Linked DNA regions of Gossypium arboreum: region 2 is linked to region 1. The links are chromatin contacts, called in public Hi-C maps. All regions are on one chromosome and are shown on one strand. Each heading gives the region's core, a stretch centred on a gene start, on an enhancer-like site or on the middle of the called end of the contact. The rest is flanking DNA. Distances are from core to core; before and after follow the strand shown. Region 1 has its middle 16 kb from the start of LOC128283864. Region 2 has its middle 41 kb from the start of LOC108472497.

Region 1 (6,235 bases), core at 1,592-4,091:
TGACTTAGTATAAGTTAAGACTTAATTTATTTAATTAAAAGTATAGTGTATTTTGAATAAAAATATTTATTAATATTATGTAATATATATTTATCATTATTTAAATTTAATTCAAATCGATTTAGAGTTTGTATCATTATTTTAAAATATTTTACACTAATATTTTATATACTTTATAATTAAATTGACATAAAAATAATTATATATATAATTTATCTGATCTAAAATTTTAAAAAACTTATAAAATTTGAGTTAATATGAACCAAAAATAGCTCAAATCTAGGAGAGACCTTATTACCATTTATGGATTAAATAACACAATTTTTGGAAATTTTATATTTTTTCATGTATTTCAAAAATATTTAAAATGAATTTAGAGATTTTTAAAAAAATTTCCATTTTAAAGAGCTTTAATTTTTCATAAATTTTATTGAAAATAAAAAATATTTTTAAATATTTTTATAATTTTTATGTACTTTTAAAGAGTTTGGACCAAATTGACAAAAATTTGTAAAAATCTTAGAGCTAAAAGAGTTATTTTACCTTTTTTAACAGCTACATCATGAATTCTAATGAAAACCTGATGGATGTGATAAGATTTTTAAATAAAAAAGTATAGAGATTGGAGACTAAGATCTCAAAATTAAAGTATAAAGACTAAACTTTAAATTTTAGAAGATTATAAAGAGCTTTGGGAGATTAAAACCATTTGAAAAGTCAATTCCAAGTTTTAGTAGGCCCAGAGGCGTCGTTACAAGTTTAATGGCTACAATAACTTAGGGGCCAGCCCTTCTGAAATTCATCCTGGGTTTAGGCTCTTATTGCCCTCGGTTTCTATTATATTCCCCATGAATTGGACCCAGCCCAAAATTACCCTGATCTTTTTCTTTATGAATTTTAAATAATAAAACCAGAAGGAAATGTTGATGATGATTCTGCTATTAGTCCTTGTATTTAGAAAAAGTTATGGATTTAATTCTTATACTTTTATTTAGTTATTTTTAGTCCTTGTACTTTTCAAATTTTAAAATTTCTATCCACACCAAACAATAATTGTTAAATTGATCAAGTAAGGTTATGCTATTTTTAAAATTTGATGCGCCAAACATATTATCATATTTTTAATGTCATATTAACTTATCATTTTCACATATTACTCACTAAAAAGATTCAATTAATAGATTAACGACAACCATTTGCGTTAAGATTGCAATTTCAAAATTTGAAAAGTATAAGGACTTAGAATGATCCAATTGGATAAAATGGACTAAATCTACACCTGTATGAATAGTGAAGGATTAGTAATTGAAAACAAATTTACCTACTACTCTTTGTGTCAGGACTAAAATTTCAAAATTTGAAAAGTAGGATTAAAATTGACCAAATTAAGAAGTACATGGACTAAAATTAATCAAATAAAAGTAGAAGGAATAAATCCACAAGTTTTGCAAAGTACAGAGACTAATAGCAGAATTTAACCTAAAAAAAACAATTAAAGGGTAAAAGTATAATGGGAGCCATTGTATTAAGAGTTAGTTTTTATTTTGCCCTTTTACCCAAAAAAAATGGGTAAATTAGTCCCAGTAAATTTGATCAAAGAGTAAAACTGATCATTTTTGTTAAAAATTTCATCCATTTCTGACATTGCTAACAGAATAATCAGACAATTATATATGACGTGTCATGTGTACCTCATTTAAACATACATGGATAAATTTTTAACAGTAAAAATAGATAGAATTTTTAATAGAATGATCAATTTACTCTTCAATCTAATATATAATAATTAATTTATTATTTTTTTTCTAAAGAGAACAAAATATAATTTGCACTTGAAGATCCGAAGAGAAAAATGTAGATGTGTCAAACATTCTAGTACATAGTATTAGCATATAGTATGAAAGCACTAGATGATAGGAAATGCAATTTATAGCTGATAATTAGTGGTATGATGTGATATTTTAACTATACAAATCTAATATTTAAATGAAGCTCCAAATAAGCCAAAGCCAACAGGAATGCTGCTTTCAATTGTTGATGTAAAGCCGAGGAAGATGTGCCAAGTGCCACGCGGTGGTACAATAATTTCAGTGTACCAGAAACAGCTCTTTATTTCTCATAATCTTGCAGGCACCAGATGCTGCAAATTGATTGAGTTATGAGATTAAATTATTAATGAGAATATGGCATGAAATAATGGAGAATTTATTTTGATTCCTTCTGGCTAGCTTGTTCTGATTCTGCCAATAATTTTAGTTAGTATTTCTTCTCTACCCAATTCACCTTTCTCCTAAGGATGCTAATCATAAGGCCATATGCGTATAATATATGATTACGAATTGAAGAGAATGAATATACCCTTTTATCATACACATACACTTAAAAATACTTTACCTTAAATTCCGATAACCTAGACCTTTATCTGCGATGGTTTGATTCTTCTCATGTGTTGATTCTAGGTTTATATGCACCACTAATTTTTTTATTTGTTTTCCCCGTACAAGTTTCTGGATTTTGGCAAACTAACAAACACATTTCCAATAATTTAAATAGACGAAGGGTTGTCATTGTCAATCAACAACTCAAGTGACCACAAAAAATGTAGATTTTCTCTACACTTGATGAGTAAACGTTCAAAGCTAATGACCCCAACTTCCAATATTCAACATCAGGTAGGTATAGCCGTACAGATGGCAAGTTGAAGGAGACTGAAACTTTCTTTTTTTGTTTTTTTTTAAATTTACCTTTCTGAATGTTAAAGAAAAGATGAAAAGGAAAGAACAAGAAAGGCATGTGATGGTGGCGGTGAATAGTGGGACAGATGCAGAAATCCAAGCAGTATAGGAAGCATAAGATGATAGAGAGGCTAGAGGTAGCTGTTTCAGTGTGTAATAATAGCAGTAGGAGATAAAGACTAATGGAGCCGTGACCACCTGCAGATAACCCAACTTTAAAATTATCTGTTTCTTAGTATACCCAAATGGCAATTGAATTATTCAGAAATTGATCTTAAATTGTAAGTCATAATAAAAGGAGCTGAAATAGTTCTTAAGCGTCTCAATTTTGAAGTCAACACAAACATGTGATGTTCCCATATCCTGCAATTTGTAAACCTATAGCACAACAATGATATAAGTCCACTAGGCCCTACCATTTGGGATCCCCCTTGCCCCACACTTCTCCAACGAAATAAGTCTGCTAGGTTTGGACGCCTTTCTCTGCCTAAAAAACCTTCATTTTTTAAAGGGTAAATTGCACTAAGAGTCACCTCCTTATTTGTAAGTTTTCATTCCAGTCAATAGACGGTAAAAAGTTTCAAAATCATCACTAAATTTGGGTATTTGTAACGTTTGGTCATTTGTCCATTTGTCCATTAACCCCTTGACAGAATTATGAGGTCCAATGTTTTATATAGGATTGATATCTAATTTAGCCCATTAAATTTCTATATATTTTTAACAATAAATCCAAAAACATCTAAAAAATCATAAAATTCTAAAACAAATTGAAACTTTATTTTCTAAAACTATAAAAAGTATTTTTAATGATTATAATTATGTGAACTTTCTAAAATATTTTAGCCACGATTTAGCCCTTAAACTACATTGATTTTCTTATTTTGCTATTTTTTTCTCAGATCGGTACTTACATTCTGTTTATCACTTTAGTCCAATAATGTTAAAATATGTTTTGGAAACCAACTAACAAATGTCACCTATTAAATTGTGGCACGTGGCACTTCATCATATTAGAATACTCCTCATGGCATCTATGGAGATAAAAATTAACATATATATAATAGAAAATGGAAAATTGATTTTTAAAAAAATAAAATTTTGGAAATTTCTAAAATATATAAATAAATATTCAAAATAAAAATTAGTTAAATTTCTAGAAAATTAAAAACTTGGTAAATTTTAAAAATCTAGAAACTTTTGGAATATATAAATATAAGCTAAAAATAAAAATTTTAAAATTTTAAAAATAAAAATTTAACATTTTGTTTAACTCTAGGAAACTAAAAATATGTCAAAATTCAATATATGTATATAAACTCTAGACAAATTACAATGATTTTAATATATGTTGAAAAAAAACCTAAAATATATTGAAAAATTCTAAAACTGGAAAAAAATTAGACATTAGAAAATTAAAAGCATATATAATTAAAAATATATAAAAATTATTGAAAATGGTAATAACTTCAAAAATATATTTGTTATAAAAGACTCAACAATAATATATATATATATATATATATATATATATATAAAGTTTCTTAAAATATTAAAAGTGTAAATTAAAATTCAGTCAATGTTGATCAATAATTAATCAAAGTCAACTGTATTGTTTTAAAATTGTTAAAATTTTTACAGACTTTTTAAAATATATATATTTTAATTTTACAAATTTTAGATTATATATATTAATGTAACGCATAAAATTTATATATATATATATATATATATATATATATATATATTTGTGATTTTATGACATAAATTTGTAGTGCTTTAATAATTAAGTGTTCTAAGTGTGTGTGTGAGGTCCCAAGTTCAAACCTTTCATTGGGTAAATTTTGGTTTTTTTTTTCTGAATAAAGTCTTCACCTTGTTCAATAGACTTATATTTAAGTATTTGTAAAACCATATTAGAATGGGCTTATTGGTTTGGTGGTTAAGTTGAGTGCTAGATTGCTGAAGGTTTTGTGTTCGAATCATTGCGTGAGCGTGGAGTCTATTTTTGCTTGTTTGACAGTGAGAGTTTCGGTCAAACAGGAATTTTGAGTAGGGGGTAGTTGCTGGAGAAAAATAAGGGGAATTTGAGATATTGGAATCCTTTGTTTTTTCAAAATTTCATTTCTTTCTCTCCCTCTCAAAGTTTCTGACGTTTCATTTGTTTTTCCTCTTCCATTCTCCCTGCTGAAATCCTCCTCTCTACTTCACTATCATTACTGTTTCTTTTATTTTTATTTTTTTCGTTCTTTCTACAAACAAGTGACCAAGGATCATAGTTTTTGCGCTTTTGAGCCTTGTTGCTAAGTTGATTAAGTGTGTTTCGAATTTGTAACGAATATTCTGTTAATAGGGGGCTGATTTTGGTATTTAGGTGGAAGATAGGGCTTGAGTGTTGCGAAATTACCATTACTTGCTCGATGTAAGGAAGTTGTTAGATTAAGGGGAATGTTCCTTTTAATGGTGACTTTTAGAATTGTGAATTAGGGGATTTACTGAATGATACTTTGGTCGAATATAGGTTCTGGAGTGTTCAGGGTTTGTTTCAGCATCAAACCATAACAGGTGTGTACCCGAAACGCAGGAAACGGGGTTCGACGAAAAGTTAAAAAACCATTCTGTCGGCGCTACACCGGCGTGTGGTCGTCTGTGTGGTAGGCCGTGTGCGACAACACGACCATGTGACTGACGAGGCCAGGCTGTGCGCGCTAGACACGGCCGTGTGATGGCCAGGTAGGCCCTGTGCGACATACGAGGTAGACAGAATTGGGTCGTATAGGCTACACGAGCGTGTGGACCCACACGGGCGTTTGAAATTTTGGGCCAGGCCGTGTGATCCACACGGTCAAGGCCAATTTGGGCCATGTGGGCTGAAGGGCTTTAAGCCTGTTATCTGGCAGCTCAACTGCATTATTCGATTTATGTGTCATATTTCGGTACAGCATGGTGTGTAGGGATGGGTGGGTTGATTATATCCCCACATGGTGTGTAAGGCTAGACGGAGATGGTGTGTAGTGGCTGGTGGGTAGGATTCTAATATTCTAATCTACATTTTGTATTTGATTGGGCTAAGGCCCTAATATATTTCTGATTCTGCATCTGAGTGGGCTAAAGCCCAAACTGTTTCTGCAATGGGCTCCGGCCTAGTCTGTGATTTCTAATTTCTAGTGATTACTTTGTAAGTTTGATATCTGTGGGGATTACACATTGAGTTGCGAAACTCACTCTTTTCTATTTAATCTTTCCAGGTAATCCCCATATTTGACGGATTGATGCAGCAGAGGACTCTATGGTGGCCACACGTAAAATCTTAGACTGTTTTTCGCAAATTTTCAGATTTTTTACTTGGTTGGGTTTTGATGTAATTCTGGACTTGGACTGCTTGGTTTCTATTTTGGAACTTTATATTGTTTTATGGTTATTTAAATGACAATTCGACAAAAATGGTTTTCCTAAAACTAAGGATTTAGTAAACAAAAACAGTTTTTCCTAGATTAATT
Region 2 (6,235 bases), core at 1,580-4,079, 280 kb after region 1:
AAACTTAACCTTTAATATTTACAATTCTAAAAAAATTAATCCTAAACATTTCCGAATTATCTCAAATGATCTAGATTCTCAAAAAAAAAAAAATTATAAAATACTCGATACATACTAGAAATGATTGAAAGGGAGTGCGAAGAATCCTGAAATTCTCTCAAGTAAAAAAAAAAAAAAATACAGGTTAAGAATATCTTAGATTACCCAGATGCAAATGAAATGAAAAAAAAATGCCTTTAGTAGAGTTAAAGTTGTCGTGTTCAGCAACATCTCTAATTTCTCCAAACCTGTCAATGTTTTCTTTTTCTTTTCTTTTCTTTTTCCAAATGTCAACTCATATTTGTCGCTTTCCCTTTCTCTTGAAAAAAAAATTCTCCAATGTGTCCAAGACAAAAAGATACATGCTTGTAAGATGAAGCCAGTTCCTTACACTAAGAGGCTATGATTTATAAGTAGATAGGATTTTCAAAATGGAAGTTTGGAGATAAGAAATACTAACCAGAAGGAATGGAACATGATGAACTTGAAATCTAAGGTAACAAATAATTAATGGGGTAGAAAAATGAATTTCATAACAAGTAAGAGAGAAATTTGTCGCCACAACAGTAGTATTCCATTTGTTTTACTACACTTCCGTATGAACCAAGGAGAATATGGATTTACTACGAACTGGAAAATTTTGCAATCCTCATAATTGAAATCCTCCATTAAAACTCTCTCTCTTCTTTTCTATTTCTCGAGAAGAAGCAACACCTAAGTAAATAGTTTTCATTTTTGGGTGAACCATCTACCCAAATCTAACTACTAACCTCCACAATCTCTCACCCAAGTCTACTCACCAAACTGAAACTAACTTAGTACCCATACCATTACCTCATCACCAAATTACTAACAAAAGCACACAAAATCCTAAATAAAGAAAACTAGGTCGATTGGAATTAATGATAGAAATTGGGTCGAAGGAAGTTTAAAAAGCATTTTTGGTTTTAAGAGGTTTTCTGGTTTATTTTGGGAAAATTGGGGCTAAGAATGTCAAAGAGGAAAGGAGAGGCTTTGCTTTGGTATAGAAATCCGACTGAACGATGCTTCGACGGAGGTATTGGCAGTCAGATGAGGCTGTTACAGTTTGTAGTTTAGTGGAAAATTAAGGTTTTTTTTTTTTTTTTTTTGTTAAGAAAGGAGAAAAAATAAGGGTTTACTAGAATTAGTATCAAATTGTGTAAATTTTAAGAGTTATTTTTTTTAAAAAATTATAATTAAATTGATATAATAAATAAACACTAAATTTTAAATTTATTAATTATGTCAATTGTAAAAGAGAGGTCAGGTTATCATCAAAGCAAGAGATTATTTTTCCTTACAGAGTTAATTAAGAAACAAATTCCAAATCATGGCATGGCCTCTATTTATTAGGAGAATTATTCTCACGTTCAAAAGCTATGCGAGAGGTTGTTTTTCAGAAGGGGCATCTTCCTTTTTTGCATCTATCCTCTTCTCATTTTCAGATTTTTTTCTTCTTCGTCTTCAAATACCACTTCTTGTCTCTTCGAGTGCACGCCGAATTCACCGAATTTATTTATTTATTTTATACCTAATAACATAACTGAATTACAAATAAAGGAATAGGGTCAAATTCTGTATAAAAAGAATTAAATTCTGCTGTGACCAAAAATTAATTAAGCTCGTGACTAAGTAAATTGTAAAGAAATATTTTATAAAAAAATTGCAAGCAAATAAATAAATGGAATTTTCAATGATAATGGAAACAAGAGGAATCAAAATATTAAATAGAAAATTCGAAATAATGAAGAAATAATTAATATGAGGAAAACTCTAGCCTTAGGTGTGATATTAGTCTCAGTATTGGATTGATCACATATTATACTAGGTTTTTCTTACTCATTCAAAAGTTGGTTATAGCAATCAAATAATAATTTTATATCATCAGCTTTTTTTTTAAATTAACTGTGATTAGTTCAACAATTAATCATTGCAAATCGAACAACTATAAGAGATATTTTTAAAAATTCAATTTTGAATAGATTTACAAATTAGAAATACTCAACTTTAATCAATAAATTCAATTGAGTGATATATTTAAATTAAATTACCATTGCCATGGTACAACTCAGTCACCTAATATTCAATCAATTTATGTTAAATTATTGTTGTTATCATTATTAGAATAAATAAAAAAAACCAATTATGGGTCTAGTTACTAAACAAGTGATCCTACTTGAAATGATACCACAAACAATAATAAGGAATGGAACCTAATCCCATAAAATAAAGAATGACTAAATAAGAGAAGATGAATACTTGAATCTCACAATCATAAAAAAACTGGAACTTTTATCCATGTTCAGCTAGAAAATATGAAAATTATCCCTCATAATTTTAAACATCGAAAATAATACTTTTTTAAGGGGATCTGGATTATTTTATTCATAATAATAAAATAATAAAATAAACAAACCAAACAACTAGAAAGAATTCAAAACCAATTAGAGAAAAAATCGAGACCAAACGAAACCAAATAAAACAACCCAACATTGAGTTGGCATCCACTCGATAGAGCATTCTCGAATTCTATCTCTTCTAAGGCCATACTCACTTTCCCTTTCCATGGACAATCACAGCACCATGGAATCCAAAACGACAACGTTTGTTCCTAGGTAACAATCATATCGTTCACTTCCCTTGATCTTAATCGAGGCCCCCCAAAACTCGTCGAAAACTCGAAGATCACCACATCAAAAGAAACCCATCTACTCTGATCCGTCCTTCAATCCCGATCTTCGTACCCGCACCTCAAATAGCAGCAATACTCAATACCCTTCCCCACCTTCAAGCCTCGTTAAAGTTCCTTGTCCACCAACAAACACCCAGTGTGGTGCCATCATAGAACATCTCCACCATTTCTTCCCCCTACCCCCACATGTCGGTTGTGTCAATCATTGTCCATCGCATCCCTCACAAAGTCCGGCACACACCCTCACCTAAAGGGGTGGCATGGCCCGAAAGCCCGCCCGAAATGTAAGAGGGTTTGGGTAAAAATATAGACCCGAAAAAATAGCCTGGGTAAAAAAATAATGCCCGTTTAAAAAACAGACAAGGCCTCGGGTAAGGCATTTTTGGCCTAAGTTCAGCCCGAATTCACTAAATGAAAAAAAATTATTTTTTTAATATTATTTTCTTATTATTTTCTCCCTATTTTACTACTATTTTACTATTATATTGCTACTATTTTGTTGTTATTATTTGGATATTATATAAAACTTATTTTATTGTTAATTTTTTATTATTTTAAAGACATTTACTAATTTTGTTATTATTTTAGAGGAATTTGCTTGTTAAATTGCATCTATTTTAGTGTTATTTAAGTATACATATTTTTAAAATTTATTTTCAATTTGTTGAGAAATATTTATTTTAATGTTTTAGTATTTTGATGGTTTATATATATTTTAAAATTATATAAAATAATATAAAAATTAATATGGGTGGGCGGATTGGGACTCGAGTTTTAACATTTCTATTCGGGCCGAGCTTGGGCAAAATTTTAAGCCCATTTTTGCGGGCTGGGCCTAGAAAACGGGCCTAAATTTTTAGTTGGGCCCGGCTCGGCCCGGCCCATACACACCTTTACTCCCATATCTTCTCAACTCCTCTCTTACTAATAAATGTGCAACCCTATTCACATCTCTAGGATCATGTCTAAATAAACATTTTGTGAACCCCTCTACTTTTTTCTTTGCATCATATATATAAGCCCCTATAACTGACCCATCTTCACTCGCAAGACCTCAACTTTTTTTTATTACCAATAGGGAAATCTATCCCCAAACTCACTACGTGGAGACATGCAAGGGCCTCCGTTGCAAAACTCTTAGGTATGTGACAATTTACAATTGTTATTGAGCCCACCACTTAACCCCCCCAATTTCTAACAACTATCCCTGTGCAGGATCTCCTATCATTCCCTTGAAATGTTGCATCGAAATTTATTTTGAGGAAAGGAGCCTTCAGAGGCCTCCAACGTTCATTCTCAACCCTTCGAATGGGTAATTTCCTCTGTACCATATCAACTTCTCTAATGTAGGACTCAACCCTTTGTACTTTATGTTTTGAGATAATAAGATCATCTTGCCATGAATTAATCTATTTCTTGCGGACCACATGTACCATAGGGTACAAATCACAATCCTGCATGTAGTAGTAGAGAACGTGGAAACAATGTAATTAAGCCATTCTTGCAAAGATCCATTAGCAATATCATCAGGCCATTCGAAATCTAACTTTCTCCATATTTTCGCTACAAAAGGATACCTTCTAAAATATGCTCAGAGGTTTTGACATCTCCTGTAAACTTCGAGCATGTTGCTAAACTTCGCAACCTATTATTGTACAAATTATAGTAGCTAGGAATGTGATTTTTAAAGATTCTCCATACTATAATTTTTATTTTCTCTAGTAACTTTATTTGCTAGAGCTCTTAAAGAAAGTTGTATGATTACCGTTATTACCAGTAGACTCAGCATTTTGAATTAAGATCTTATAGTCGCTCCATACTGTAAAATCACTCGACAGCTCCTTCCCTTAAACCATCATGTCCTCTTGCAGATTCCCAGCAATAGGAATACATGGTACGCTTTGGCAATTTCCTCATCCAAATGCACAATAAGTTGTTGCTCATCCCACTGTCTTTCTTGATGATTAATCAATTCGGACACTAACCGAACTGGTGAGTTCCTTTCACGTGGTTGTATTTTCCATTTAGGCAGCCCAGGAACCTATATATCCTCCCATATTCTGATATTGGTCCTATAACCCACTTGTTAATCCAGTCCCGTTTGGAGCAAACCCCTCATAACATAGATGCTCTTCTAGGTATATAATTGGTAAGTATCTGTAACACCCCTTACCCGGTTCAGTCATCGAACCCAAGTAATAGGATGTACAAACAAATACAAATCAACTACATGCAATTTATTAATCAAAATCTAAATAAATATTTAATCATATTCTTGTAATCAAATATAATAATAATTTGCAATATGTATGAACCTATTTGTGAAGTCCAGACATGAAATAAGATTGAATTTGTAAAACTTTCAAAATTTAGTATTAGTATTGATATTTAATAGCTTGATATCAATACCATATCGATACCTTGTTTAAGATCGATACAAATCATGATACTACTTGTTTTGTAAAAGAAGGGTATCGATATTTTTATGAAAAAGTATCGATACTCATATAAATATCGATATCATTTCGGCATTCTGTTTGTTTTAAAATTGTTCATATGGTCAGGTATCAATACCAAACGCTAAAATATTGATACTTAAGTTCAAAAGTGGTAAAAATCTATGCCCAAAGCACCTAAAACTCAAATGGTACCCTTTGGAAATAATTAAGACTTGAAATCATCAAACAAAACATATTAATCCATAAACAATTATCCCTATATTTAACTAATTACCATTATAGCATTATCAACACTATTTATACAAAATTTTATCACATTTCATACAATATCAATATGCCCTTAATGACACCTTAAACAGCAATCAAACATGCATTCATTCAACCATTCAAACAAACTCACATTTAGCTCCCTATCAATCATATAACTCGTGAGCTAAGCAGTAGCAAAATCATTCAAAGTTAGCATATGCATACCATCTATCAATATATAATCATGCACCAACCAAAACTATCACCTAACTTATTATTCCCGCAATCATCACGCCATTATGCACATAACCAAACTACTTTAGCAAGATAACATCAATTTGACCAATTCCATCAACCACATATATAAACAGTTATACACTTAACATTCAAATACCATCAAGATACAAAATGATCATATTAACCAAAAAACTTCTTAGGTATATGCCAAGACAAAAATTTAAAACATCACCAACACTTGAGTCTAGGACTATTACTAACTATTACTGGATACTGAGTCGTTGATTGATTCTTTAAGTACCTATCCTGCGCAAAGAAAACAAAACTGTACGCTGAGTATAACTTAGTAGTATTTCTATGATCCGAACATTTAAAACATAATATAAGTCATAATGATGCATAAACTTAATTAACATAATATGCAATATGTAAAATCAATAGGCTAATTCACATAGTCATTAATCCCAATATGCTCATTTTACCAATATTAAGACATAGCAATTACATTTCATAAGTCATTTGCAAATTCAACTAATGT

What was found. A called contact is a pair of places that touch in the nucleus more often than the background predicts.
Region 2: a Hi-C map of leaf shows a contact between it and region 1, with 3 times the contacts expected there. The contact joins two enhancer-like sites. A contact is called at or near these places in 2 of 5 Hi-C or Micro-C datasets (both in leaf).

What each region holds. Positions count from the first base shown.
Region 1 is chr11:45,365,755-45,371,989 of ASM2569848v2, forward strand. No RefSeq gene overlaps it. Among protein-coding and RNA genes, the nearest start is that of LOC128283864, 16 kb to the right of the region's middle. Within about 2 kb of position 2,842, at least 2 of the 2 cell types and tissues checked have an H3K27ac peak or open chromatin away from gene starts, as enhancers often do. A contact at or near this core is called in leaf, where this site is marked.
Region 2 is chr11:45,649,657-45,655,891 of ASM2569848v2, forward strand. No RefSeq gene overlaps it. Among protein-coding and RNA genes, the nearest start is that of LOC108472497, 41 kb to the right of the region's middle. Within about 2 kb of position 2,830, at least 2 of the 2 cell types and tissues checked have an H3K27ac peak or open chromatin away from gene starts, as enhancers often do. A contact at or near this core is called in leaf, where this site is marked.